Regions from separate parts of the Sus scrofa genome. Here all the other regions are linked to region 2. The links are chromatin contacts, called in public HiChIP or PLAC-seq maps. All regions are on one chromosome and are shown on one strand. The core of a region is the stretch at or near the end of the contact, and the rest is flanking DNA. Distances in the headings are between cores, read along the strand shown. Region 1 holds the start of SNAPC1 (snRNA-activating protein complex subunit 1). Region 2 overlaps PRKCH (protein kinase C eta type). Region 3 holds the start of HIF1A (hypoxia inducible factor 1, alpha subunit (basic helix-loop-helix transcription factor)).

The links. HiChIP or PLAC-seq counts read pairs in DNA pulled down with a chosen protein or histone mark.
Region 1: a contact with region 2 is called in an H3K27ac HiChIP or PLAC-seq map of skeletal muscle, with 10 times the contacts expected there. The contact joins the promoter of SNAPC1 here to the enhancer-like site in region 2. A contact is called at or near these places in 1 of 5 promoter capture datasets (liver), 27 of 47 Hi-C or Micro-C datasets (adipose tissue, alveolar macrophages, blood and 15 more) and 2 of 2 datasets of contacts at active chromatin or transcription factors (alveolar macrophages and skeletal muscle).
Region 3: a contact with region 2 is called in an H3K27ac HiChIP or PLAC-seq map of alveolar macrophages. The contact joins the promoter of HIF1A here to the enhancer-like site in region 2. A contact is called at or near these places in 1 of 5 promoter capture datasets (liver), 6 of 47 Hi-C or Micro-C datasets (brain, embryonic fibroblasts, fibroblasts and 2 more) and 2 of 2 datasets of contacts at active chromatin or transcription factors (alveolar macrophages and skeletal muscle).

What each region holds. Positions count from the first base shown.
Region 1 is chr1:190,675,972-190,680,268 of Sscrofa11.1, reverse strand. It overlaps SNAPC1 (snRNA-activating protein complex subunit 1), which reads right to left and starts at 2,504. Exons shown (of 12, transcript XM_021062485.1): 1 at 2,424-2,504; 2 at 672-2,145.
Region 2 is chr1:190,349,605-190,353,789 of Sscrofa11.1, reverse strand. All of the region lies in intron 9 of PRKCH (protein kinase C eta type), which reads right to left. Among named protein-coding and RNA genes, the nearest start is that of PRKCH, 150 kb to the right of the region's middle. Within about 2 kb of position 1,504, at least 36 of the 83 cell types and tissues checked have an H3K27ac peak or open chromatin away from gene starts, as enhancers often do. A contact at or near this core is called in adipose tissue, alveolar macrophages, embryonic fibroblasts and 6 more, where this site is marked.
Region 3 is chr1:190,622,907-190,627,274 of Sscrofa11.1, reverse strand. It overlaps HIF1A (hypoxia inducible factor 1, alpha subunit (basic helix-loop-helix transcription factor)), which reads right to left and starts at 1,839. Exons shown (of 15, transcript NM_001123124.1): 1 at 1,658-1,839. The coding sequence starts at 1,692.

The DNA.
Region 1 (4,297 bases), core at 1,255-3,754, 330 kb before region 2:
AGTCCAAGACCAGAATCCTGGCAGTCAGTGCTCACTGGTGAGAGCCCTATTCCTTGCCGCAGATCCCTAACTTCTCCTTGTATCCTCCAGAGGCCAAAGGGGCGACAGAGCTATCTGCAGCCTCTTTTAAAAGGGCACAGATCCCTTTTATGTGGTTCCACCCTCATGACCCACTCATCCCCAAAGTCCCCTCCTCTGCTGATACTATCATTTTGGAGATCAGATTTCAACATATAAATTTTGAGGGGCCATAAACATTTAGAGTACAGCAAACATCTCAGACGCACTCAACGCTCAGTCATTGTTCTTTGAATAAATGGATTTCACTGGAAGAGCTAGAACATGGTCCCATTTTCCCCAGTCCATTCCTCTGATAATTTCTTCTCTGGTCTCCATGTCACTGGATAGCCTCTCCCATGTTCAATCACATGTGAGTTGCCCTTGTGCAAGTGGACAACTTGGGAATGGAAAGTTTTAGGAGTAATCAAAGATGAATTGGATGGGAACCACGCTCTGAAGGAAATAAAGAGTTTAGTAGGGGAGGGAACACAGGCAGAAATGATCACAGACAGTTAAAAGAAGAGAGAAGTAAAGTAAAAGGGCTAAAGGTGAAATTCAGAGACGGCAAATATTTACAGCTGAATTTGCCCAGGAAGTAGCAAGACACTTACCTACTCAGGCTGTGCTGGCTCCTGTCTAAATTGCAATGCGAGTAGCTTACTTCAGTTGGGTTTTTGCTTTGAATATTCTACCAGCAGGCTGGAGAGTCGGACAACACGTTACAATGGCTTACCTCAAATCTTGCTCAGTGCTCCTATTAAAGCGTATCATAATCAGTTGTGTACAGAACCATCAAAAAAAAGTTTCAAAGAACCAATAATATTATCCAAAAATACACTTTAAGGATCTCTACACAAAACAGTTTTCTTATTGGACCTTGATAGCTTGTTTGGAGGTTCTAGCAGGGGAGCGTAGCTACTCATATACCCTTGACCCAAGAATGGTTCTCCTCTATCGGGGATGGTTATCCTCTTTGCCTAAACACACAGCTTCAGGAGGGACACTCGTGGAGCGATGAGGGAGGAAGGGGACACCCGCCTAGGCAGCCAGATCAGCCGAATCAATGGGGTGACAGATGTCGTAGCCAGATGGCCCTCACATCCCCAAAATAGGTTTATTCATGTTTTAACATTTCAAAGATCTCTCAAAAATATTTGACTTAACAGCGTCCTAGCCTACTTGTCAGGCTATATGTGATGTTTCTCAATTTTCAAAAATGCGTTTCCCTTTGGGATGAACATTACAGCACTGCTCCCATTTCACTAACCCCACCCTCACTCCCACCCCCTGGTCTGTGCTCCTCTGTAAAGAATCACCAGTTTATAGGGATTTATTAAGCATCCATAAAACCACAAGAGTTACAGCACTCTCCCTAAATGGCACCTCTCTTAATTAAACACAAACATAATGACTGAGGCTACAGATCAGGTTTTATTAGTTAAAAAAATTTTTTTAAAACACCTCGAGCACTTTTTTAAATGTTAAAATTTAAAGAGAAATTTTAATGTCCTACTTTTTAGGAAATTCTACTTGAAAAACCATAAACAATGAATTTTTCTGAAAAAAATACAAATAAATGTAAAATATAATCAGCTGTGGATATACAGAGGCGAGGTTTTTTTTTTTTTTTATTCTAAACAATACCAGGCTCCATACTTGACAACAAATTGCGCAATCATAACCTATTAATCACAGGAGATTAAGGCCCCAAGCTTTTCCTTTTTCCGTAAACTCACCTCCCTTCTGTCCAACAAGATTATCTTCTCCCAAAGGATTCTCAATAGCCGGCTTTGATAAAGTGCAGACACACAATGAATTCAAACAACTGAAGCAAAAAAAATCCCAAACCAAAAGAAAACCAACAAAAAATAAAACCCACCTGAGGCGGCTAAAGTTTCCATTTACTTAAATCTGGCATATCTCAAAGTGCTTTAAATAAACAAAGTCTTTGAGCGCCTTAAAAATGTTCAAATAAACCCACAGCTTCTCTGTTTTTGACAGACTTGGTCGATGAGGACTAATTTAAAAAAAAAACTGTTACACCGATGCCCAATCTGCTAGGCGACCCGTCGGTATTTTTCTGTCCTGCAGGGCACAGATTCACATTGCAATGCACTTGCCTGGGAGCATTTGCCAAGCACACTTCCCGTCCCAAAAATCTCCCCGCGTTCCCCGCCCCCCAACCCAACATCCCAAACCACCAAGTTTGGGGAAGGGCAGACAGCAGAAGCCGACAAGACACGGAAGACAAAGGGCAGTGCGGGGCCCGCGCCCCCGCCCGCGCGCGCGCATCCCCAGGCCGGGCGGTGGCGCCTCCACATGCGCTCGCACACGTAGGCGGGAGCCGGGAGCAACAGACCTACCCGCCGCCAGGGCCGCCTCGTGCCGGCCTCACTCCTGGGCCGCAGGCCGCGGGCGGGGCCGGGGCTGCGGTGCTGCGCTCCGGCACGTACCGGGGCGGGGCCAGCAGCGCGGCGGGCGGGGTTTGGGGAAGTTTCTCCCCGAGGCTCCCGTTTCACATCCTTATCATGTAGGCACCCGGGCGCCGGGGACAGAAGGGGTGGCCGGTCCCTTCCGTATCCTTGCTATTTTCCCTGCTGAGGGTCTGACCACTGCCGCTCTCAGGCACCTGTCTTTCCTCTCCGTCCCGGAATGGAGCCAAGACAAGGGAATAAAAGAAATTAAATAGTACAAGGAGATCGGGTGTCTGAGCAGCGTCTTGGATAAAACCATCCACTACAGGTAAGAATAAAAATTATGTCCAAACCTCTGAAAGGTGTGAACACAACAAAGCTCCAGAAGGCGTTCATAGGAATGTTTTTGGTAAGGTGTAAGCGTTTATCTTACAGGGAGGCTATTTCATATCAAATTCTACAGATTGGACTAATTCTCTGTAAAATGATCTGGGACAACAGGTTCAGCGCTATTTAAAGGGATGAAATATGAGCAAAGTGGTTAGTCGTAGACTTAAAAAAAAAACACCCGAGTAAAATTTTTTTCTTTACATTTTTGTAGTTCCAGCTAGCAACATGTTTGCAAAACTTTTATTTAACCGAATCCCTTTGCCTTAAAAAAAAATTCATATTTTTTGCAACTTGTTTTTGACGTTACTAGGTTAGAAATGTGAACTTTTAGAATGTTTACGTTTCCACAAAGCAAATAATTTTAAGTTCATCTTTTTATGTATTTTTGAGGTTATAGGAGAAAACCAAGATTTAGGCAGTTGTAATACAAACTTAAATATATGCCATGCTGGCAGAACCATACCATATATTCATATAGCCTTTTATAGTTCATCTACATACTTTTCATCCACCATCTCATTTACCTGTGAGTAAATAATTTACCTTTCCATAATCAGACACCCGAATCTCTAGGTCAAACTCAAACCCACTAAATAGCACCAGAATACCACTTGTATTCATTTTCATAGATGCCTTCCATTCCTCTCATTGAACCTCTCATTGTCCTCTATGACTTCATTACTGTCAAGGGACACCTGCCCTCAGTTCCCTACTCCCTGATTGCTTTCTCCTAGTTGCCATTTAAGCAATTAATCGGGAAAAGGGCAGGTTCTCCCAGACCGGGTACACCCCACCAGTTCAGACGCTCTGAAATCCCTGGGAGGCCACCTCTCCAAGACAGTTTACTCATCTACAAAATGAGAAACAGGTACGAATTCATAGGGGTTTTCCAAAGATTGTGCCATAACATGCAAAATGTTTAGCACAAAGTCCAGCATCTAAATGAAATGTTAGATTCATTTAAACTTATCTAGCAGTTAAAAAAGTTAATATTGTGGCTTAGAAAAAAGGAACAAAAATGCTTGAACTCCTTTGCTATACTTTCTTCAGATGTGAAGACAGTACTATGGTCATTCACTCACAGGAAGGGAGACGACCTATCACAGGACTCTAATTTCTGGGGTAGGGCTCTCCTTGCATAAGAGCATTATTTATAAGGCCATTTGTGACGGTCTCTGAGAGGCTGGCACAATGCTGCCAGGACCAGATGGTTCTGCTATTTAAAATAGCTTGAAGCACTCCAGGGGGCTTGTTTTCTAAATGACTGTGGAGTAGATACTTGTTTTCTTCCAGCTTTATTGTTCTTTATGTCATTGCTTTACTGTCCTCATCTAAATCGCTGCTCCCACAAGTCATTTCAGACTCCTGGAATGATCTCAAACCACTACTACTGCTCCCACAAGTCATTTCAGACTCCTGGAATGATCTCAAAC
Region 2 (4,185 bases), core at 255-2,754:
CAGTGGTGGCTGGGGCGGGGGGCTTTTACTGGAAGGGCTCTCCTCTTCTGTTTTAGTTGGGAATTACATATTACATCATTTTCATGTTGAAAAAAATTGTACGCCCTAAGAATGGAATGAAGAGACTCTGGGAAGAACTCCAAGACTCCCTTCGTAAGACCTGAGAAATATATCCTTATAGACCGTCCTCAAGAAGTGGGTGGGAGTGGGCTCCTCTACTGTGCAAATACACTGAAACCAGGAGGCCTCACACGGAAAGGAAACAGGAATCCCTGGGGGGCGGGGAAGGGAAGACAGGGCAGGGCTCACCAAAGGCCCCCAGCATGTGTGTAGGGGTTGCGGGGCGGGGGGTGCTGCTGTGAGCCAGAGCTGAGGTTCTACCTGAGAGCACAGGGCAGGACCAGCAGGACAGCAATCAGTCTAGAGGCACTGATATTGGGGGCGGGAGAGGGTCCATGCAGCCGGGTGTGGGGCTGCCAGAGAAGAGGCCAGTGCTCACAGTGGATGACACAGCGTAAACATCAAAGGTGAGCCTGGGGAGGTGAGCTGCTCAGCTCTGCCCCAAGCCCAGCAGGGCCAAGGATCCTGGCCCATCCCTGCCCCCAGGAATCTCCATCAGGTCTTCCTTCCATTGCAGCACATATGAATCCGTGTGCACATGCAGCTTCCAGGCAAGCCCTATGGGCTCTCCTCTGAGCGGATGGCAGGCTCACAACTGCTATTGTGACCAGATCACTCAGAGGCTCAGCGGCTGACTCCACATTGTGGACAGACTGCTTGGGTCCCCAATTGCCTAGGAGAACCTGGCTCCATGAGGGAAGGGCCCCCCTCCTGTGTTCACCGCTGCACCCTAAGACCTCGAAGCTGAGCACATACCCTGAAAGCAAGCCAGGCACATGGCCAAATGAACTGACACCTCTGATGGTCACCTGCTGGCGGGTAAGTCTTTGTGATTCCAATTCTGCTACATTTATACAGAAGGGTGGGCTGATGTTGTCGTGAGTGGCCTCAGAATAATCTGGAAGAGATGGACACAGCTGAGTTCCTACCAGTGATGAAATAATTATGGGGAACTCAAGTATTTCAAAACTTCAGTCCACTCTGGCCTATGGTTTCCACCCAGAGCAGTGGGCTTTTACACTGCATGATTCTCGGTTCAGGGTCAAAGTGAGACCCACTCCAGCTACTCCCAGGGTATCACCTATAGGCCACCCTGAGGTGCTGCCAGTTGGATTGTTAGTCTTATAACAAACCAAAGAAAGACTGGCCTGTAGGTAAGATTCTCCCCCAGAATCCAGTGTCCAGTTTCGGGTCCCTTTCCTTTTGTAGCAGAAAGTAAATCCAGTCACTGTACTGTCTGTTCCATGTGTGTTAATCTTCTCATCCCAACTAGACCAAGGATTCAAAGGACTGTTTCTCTGGCTTAGCTCTCCATCATGGTGATTCCGGTCCAGCTGACTTCTCACTAAACTATTTGGCAGAGAGCCCATCACATTCTCAGGCCTGGAGCCACTCCCAGCACTTCAAGCCCCATGGTTTTAAAGCAGGGCCCTGCTAAGGCCAGGGGATCTAGACTCTGGCAGGTTCCCAGGCACGGGCAGGGAAAACCATGACCAAAACTCACTACCACAAAGCTCAGGCAGCGGTCGGGGAATGCAGAGACCAGAGCTGATCCTGGCAAGTCTCAGATGAGTCACAGGAAATGACAGGCGATCCAGGAACCACCTTAGAACCATGGAGGTGGGGGGTCGAGGCCAGGTCTAGGTCATCAGCATCGATGAAGGCTAGCAACGAGGCCAGCTACAACAAAACAACCTCAAAGGGAAACACATGCCAAACCTTTCAAACCCTTGGGTCACGCCGAGTGTTCTGGCAGGCGGAGCCAAGCAGAGGGAGCGAAGGGAACAGCCAGAACTCCGGGTTCTCCTCCTTCCCATTCATTGCCATGGCTCTATTGAGTCACAGAGAGGCGGGAAGCCGGGAAGCCTCAGAGGACAGAAGCAAAGGTCCGAAATAAACCTCCCAGAAATCCAGGGCCTGGAAACAACCTCTGTGCATTCTGTCCCGGGCCTGAACACGATGAATAAATTGGGAACATGCCCACTTGGGAAACGCCATGTTCTGGCTCGCTTTCTGTTTTTATCTGAGCCAAAGGCAAACTCTACCAAATGACCCAGAAGCTGACCCAATTGTATGTGTGGTACCCATGGCTCAGGGAAGGGAGGAAACCCAACAGGTAAAAGGAAAAGGCCTTTCCTTAGGTATTTTATAAAAGGCCACCACTCTGTATATTGTAAAAAAAAAAAAAGGGAGGGGGGCTGAATTCCTGCCTGGTGACACTCTCCTTAGCTGCACACATTGCAGAGGGGACATTTCTACTTGTGGGATAAAGCAACTAGCATAGATCAGGAAGCTGGTTAAGAACCCCAGCCCGACTCTTGCTTGCTGTGTAATCTGGGGCAAGTTCTTTCACCTCTCTGGACTTCAGTTTCCAGAACTTTAAAATGACGCTAGACAAGCAATGAGATCCTGTTGTATATCACTGGGAACTATATCTAGTCACTTGTGATGGAGCATGATAGCAGATAATGTGAGAAAAAGAATGTATATAGGTATGTGTGACTGGGTCACCTGGCTGTATAGTAGAAAACTCACAGAACCCTGTAAACCAACTATGATGGAAAAAATAAAAATGAAAAAAGATAATGTGGAATAAACTTGGTAGTTTAGTCTTTATGCATTGAAGAAGCCTGGAAGATCATATATGACAATGCTAATAAGAGTTGTCTTTGGCCTGTAAGATTGTGAATTATTTTTACTTTCTTCTTTGCATGTATTTATAAAGAGAATTAGGAGTTCCTGTCATGGTGCAGTGGAAATGAATCCGACTAGGAACCGGGTTGTGGGTTCAATCCCTGGCCTTACTCAGTGAGTTAAGGATCTGGTGTTATTGTGAGTTGTGGTGTAGGTCACAGACACAGCTTGGATCTGGCGTTGCTGTGGCTGTGGTGTAGGCTGGCAGCTACAGCTCTGATTGGACCCCTAGCCTGGGAACCTCCACATGCCATGGGTACGGCCCTAAAAAAAGACAAAAAATAATAATAATAATAAATAAAGAGAATTAAATACTTTTAGATTCAGGGGGAAAAAATGAGGCTAATAGTATCTACACTTCGTATTTGTTGTGGATTACCGTGGGCATCAGGAGATATTTCATCCAAAAGATATTTGTGAAAAATACCTAAATGCCCAGTTGTCCAGATCCTGGTAATGAACATAAGTATCCAGCATCCGCTAGGGCCTCAGTGAATAGCAGCTGCTGCTACTTCATCCTTCAGCCACCCCTTCTGCAAGGCTGGGGCAGTTAGGCTCCGAGGATCCACCAGCTATGTAAGGTGTTCACAGAGGCCTTGCCCTGCTGAGGGAGAAGTCTTTCCGCTTTTGTGGCTGTACTTCCCTGTCTCCTCACCTAACTCACTGTCACCCAGCCCTGGCCCAGGATGTCACTGTGACTTAGAGCTTAGGGACCAAATGCATCTTCTCATCCCTGGGCCTGGCTGCCACTGCCAGGTATTCCCTGAACCCTGGGACAGGGAATGAGAGCTGAAGGGCTCTTTAGGGCTGGCTGACCTCCTGACCGCACATGCATAAAGCCAGTGGAGCGTCCCTCTGGAAGGAATTTCTGACAACAGGTCCATGACAGAAGAATACAGATTTAGGTAAAGGTACTTAACTGGGAAAAAAAAAAAAAAATCCAAGGCAGGGGACCTTCTTCAAGACAAGGGGGTTTTGGCTAGGTCAGGATGAGAACTCAGAGCTCCCCCATTGAAGGCTGCAGTGTAGACAGCTCCTGATGAAATTTGAAAGACACGGTCCAGGGTCACATGACTTTCCTGCTGCCTCTCTCTTCTGTCTTTCTCTCTCATCCATACACTCCTTTGCTAATATTTAATATAACAGTGGAGAACCCAGAGAAAAGACAGTTTCCTTGCACCCATGCTGCTGGGTGATTTTCAGACATACATATTTTAAGTGTGACTTAAGTGCACTGAAGTCAGTTTGCCCCGGTCGAGTAAGCTGACAGCAAATATTCCTGTCTGTGCTACCCCCAAAGGCAGGATTTCTGCCCTGTGACTGACATTGAGGGGTGGCTTCTCAACAAAGGTCATACCCCTGCCAAGAACT
Region 3 (4,368 bases), core at 590-3,089, 270 kb before region 2:
AAATGACCACATTATTGCATATAAGAAGAGAGTGGTGCATAACTTCATGCCCAGTATTAAGTATGATCCAGCGTATGAGGACAGAGAAGTGGCAATACAAAGAGGTGAGGTGCCTTAGATTTATATAAAATAGCAGCCTCATCATTTCATCAAAAGCCTTGCAATCACTTCTGCAAAATTAATTGCAATTAATTTCTATTACAACTTTTGGAATTAAGTCTGGGCCTGTTTTCTCACTTTTTGAAATTTATACGTGCTTTCTCTGGTATAAATATATATAAATATACATACAGAAACTGAGAATTTATCATTCTATTAGATAAATGCCAAAAAAGAATCCACAAAATAGCAAGAACATAAACAAGTTTATCTTCTGCTGATACAGATTACAGCAGTTAATCCCTCCCAGAAGAGTGGAGGGACTTAACAGTAAAGCTAGTCTACAAACCAGAACTCTTACCAGAAATCTTCAATTTCTTAAAATAATTTCCTCAAAGGTTAAAATACCAGAGTGGACCAAACACTGTGAGCGTTGGGGGTGGGTGGGTAGAGAATCACTTAATTCCACTGGTTGGACTCACAATTCTTAATCCTACAAGGTACCACTTAAGACTCAAACTTCAAGGTGTTTTAAATACTTGCATTAAGTTCTAACAGGATGATAATTTACTTCGAATATATTTTAGAACACTTCAACTTCAGGAAAATGAGACAGGTCTAAAAATTTTGCAACATTTTAGTGTTGCATTTCATTTGCTCCCATCACACTTTCTTTCCAATCTCATTATTAAGTGTTTGCCTGAATTTAGCCAGACGCTACGTTTTCACTAAGGTATCTTCCAGAATGAATGAAGTAGATATACTTCACTTACAACGTCTGGGCTCTCTTGACAGGTGATAGAAACCCCAGAATCCAATTATGATGTTCTCATTTAAATGTTGCTATTTCTCTAAATTCCCGTTACTCTGACTCTCACTCTAGGCAAGTTTTCCAAGGCGATTAAAACCAAACCAAATCAAACCAAACCTGCACGTGTAAACTAAAAAGTTAGCATCCCAGGCCCTCGCAGCAAGTCCCTAAAGCACAAAGGCAAAGGCACCCGCCGCGGCCGGACAACCGCTGGGCACGATCGCATCCGACCACGCGAGCCCCTGGGTCGGAAATCCAGAGCCCCGCGCCCACAAGGAAGCGAGGACCTGCGCGCAGGGGCAGACGCGGAGCCGAGTTTTCAATGGAACCCGAGAGGATGGGGGCGGGAAGGGGCGGAAGCTCGGGTGCAAGCGGCGGCGACCGAGCCGCGTCTCATTTCTCTTCCCGGGGTTTTCGGGCGCGGAGAAGTCCACTCGGAGCGGGCACCGGCCAGGCTGGAGGTTTTGGGGAGCAGGAAAGGGCCGTATGAGGCCCGGGCGGCTGGGAGCAGAAGCCAGCAGGGCCCAGGGCCCATGGCCGGGCCCCCACAAGCACTTTGGACGCGTCTCCCACCCCCCACGACAAGATGGCGACGTGGACAGTGGGGGAGCCCGGCCGGCGAGGCTGGGGGAGAGGGGAGGGGACAGGAGGCAGAAACAAAAAGGCGGCCCCCCGGAACGCGGAGCCAGCCCGCGAGCCTGGGCGGGGGTGCGGGCGGAGGACTGACCGGCGGGGGAGTGGGCTTACTTTTTCTTGTCGTTCGCGCCGCCGGCGCCTTCCATGGCGAATCTGTGCCCGAGATGCCTTCGCGGCCGGCGGCCCCCAGGCTCGCTCCGGCCTAAGCGCTGGCTCCCTCCGCACGCGGGGAGGAGGGAAAAGCACGTCCAGAGGTGGGGGTGCGAGGCGGGAAACCCTTCGTGAGACCAGAGGCGGGAGGGCAGGCGGCAATCACGAGGGTCCAGGTCCGGCTCCGAAGAGCCTCCCCCGAGGCAGCTTGTCAGGGCACGGCCCCGCGCACTGGCCAAAGCGGCGGCGAAGGCGATCCTCCCGTCCCCTCAGACGAGGCGGTTCTGTGCACTGAGGAGCTGAGGCAGCGGCAGGGGGCGGGCAAGGGCGGAGGCGCGCGCGGGCGCGCGGGCGCGGGGGAGTGTCGGGGCGCGCTCGCCCGCGGAAACCCGGAGCGCGCTCACGCAAGCCCGCCTCACCTGAGGGGGAGGCGGGTTCCTTGAGAACCAATGGCGAGCGACGCAGGCGGCCAGTCCCCACCCCAGCCCACGTCTGTCTCAGCCAATCAGGAGGCGGTCAGCTGAGGCACAGCTGGGAAGCGCTGCCCTGCTCACGTGCTCGTCTGTGTGCCGTAGTAGAGGAAAGAGAAAGGAGATGGGGTGCGGCTAGCCTGGGTCTGGGGATTCTGCGCCTTCTCCTAGGGAAAGCTGTGGCTGGCTTTGGGAGGCGCTGCTGAGAAGGGATTTCGGGTTTTGGGTCCCAAGCTTGCATCACACTTCCTGCTTTCGGTGCAAGTCTCCCGCTCTCCTTTCCCTCAGCAGCTGTGCTGTGCAAGGTAGCCGCCAGCTCTGCCCAGTCCCAAAACGTTTTAAAAAGGCAGACCTTTCGCGTCTTGGCGGCAAACCCTCCGTGCCTTTGCTCAGAAGTATTACAATAGGGTCTTTCTTGCCACGTTACCCAACCGCGGGCCAAGTCACCGACCACACCCTTTACTACAGAACACGAGGGTACTCGCATTGTTCCCTAAGTTTTTCTGTGAAGTTCGTTTCTAAGTAAATACGAAGAACAACAAAAGACAAAACTCCTCTTCTTGTATATCTCTCAAAGGAAGTAGTTAAGGTAGCAGGAAATGTTAAAATCTGAAATATTTTAAGCATTACAAATAGGTATAACAATGGGTATAGGAGTTCCCGTTGTGGCTCAGTGGTTAACGAATCTGACTCGGAACCATGAGGTTGCAGGTTCGGTCCCTGCCCTTGCTCAGTGGGTTAACGATCTGGCGTTGCCCTGAGCTATGGTGTAGGTCGCAGACGCGCCTCGGATCCCGCGTTGCTGTGGCTCTGGCCTAGGCTGGCAGCTACAGCTCCGATTAGACCCCTAGCCTGGGAACCTCCATATGCCGCGGGAGTGGCCCAAGATATGGCAAAAAGACCAAAAAAAAAAAAAGAATGGGTATAAGTGGTTTTTATAAAAAGAGCATAAACCTGAATTTCAAAAAGAACAGGAAAATGGCTTTAGGTTTACTTTTATTTTATCTTATTGTTGCTTTTAAAAGAGTGGAAGAGGAGTTCCCGTCGTGGCGCAGTGGTTAACGAATCCGACTAGGAACCATGAGGTTGCAGGTTCGGTCCCTGCCCTTGCTCAGTGGGTTAACGATCTGGCGTTGCCCTGAGCTGTGGTGTAGGTCGCAGACGCGCCTCGGATCCCGCGTTGCTGTGGCTCTGGTGTAGGCCGGAGACTACAGCTCCGATTCGACCCCTAGCCTGGGAACCTCCATATGCCGCGGGAGCGGCCCAAGAAATAGCAAAAAGACAAAAAATAAATTAAAAAAATTTTTTTTAAAAAATAAAAAAGAGTGGAAGATAATCTTAGATGGATTCAGAAAAGGGAAGACAACTCTTAGTTTGTGACTTACCACCTTGAATTGAGATCACTGTGTAGTCAGGAAGGAGGAATGAGATTTTTCCAAAACTCGCACTGAGACCTGGGCAGGGGACCTGCACAGGAGTTAAACTGATAATGTGGCAGCCAGTATTTCCTGTTTGCTAACATGGCTTTGCAAGTTCTTGGATAATACTTCATCACTTTTTGGCTTTGGAAGCATGCATTTCAAGCCTGTCAGTCTTCTAAATGAAAAAGACATATATTTTGAGCTATGCAAAGAGCACTGCATACATATCTCCACTTGGCACTGGATTATTTTCTCACCTTTGTCTTATGACTTATATTGTTAACAGTATAGCTTTGGGTTATATGTTAATGTGAATATCTAGATTTTAATTATATTGGCATGTAAAAACAATGGTCTACATAACATAGCATTAAACTCTTGATGAGAAAAAAATTGGAATTCCTGATATAGTTCAGCACGTTACATGAGGAACAAACTAGTATCCATAGGGATGCCGGTTTGATCCTGGCCTCACTCAGTGGGCCAAGAATCCAGCATTGCCTCAAGCTGCAGCATAGGTCTGAGATACAGCTTGGATCCTGTTTTGCTGTGGCTGTGGCATAGGCTGGCAGCTGCAGCTCTGATTTGACTCCTAGCCTGGGAACTTCCATATGGCATGGGTGCAGCCCTGAAAAAGAAAAGAAAAAGAAAAAAATCAATTTATATAGCACCTCTTTTTAACTGGTCAACAGATCCATAAATATATGGTTAAAGACTGATCTTAAAATGCAGTTTTTTCTTTAAGATCTGCAACACTAAATGACATATCTTCTTGAAAAGG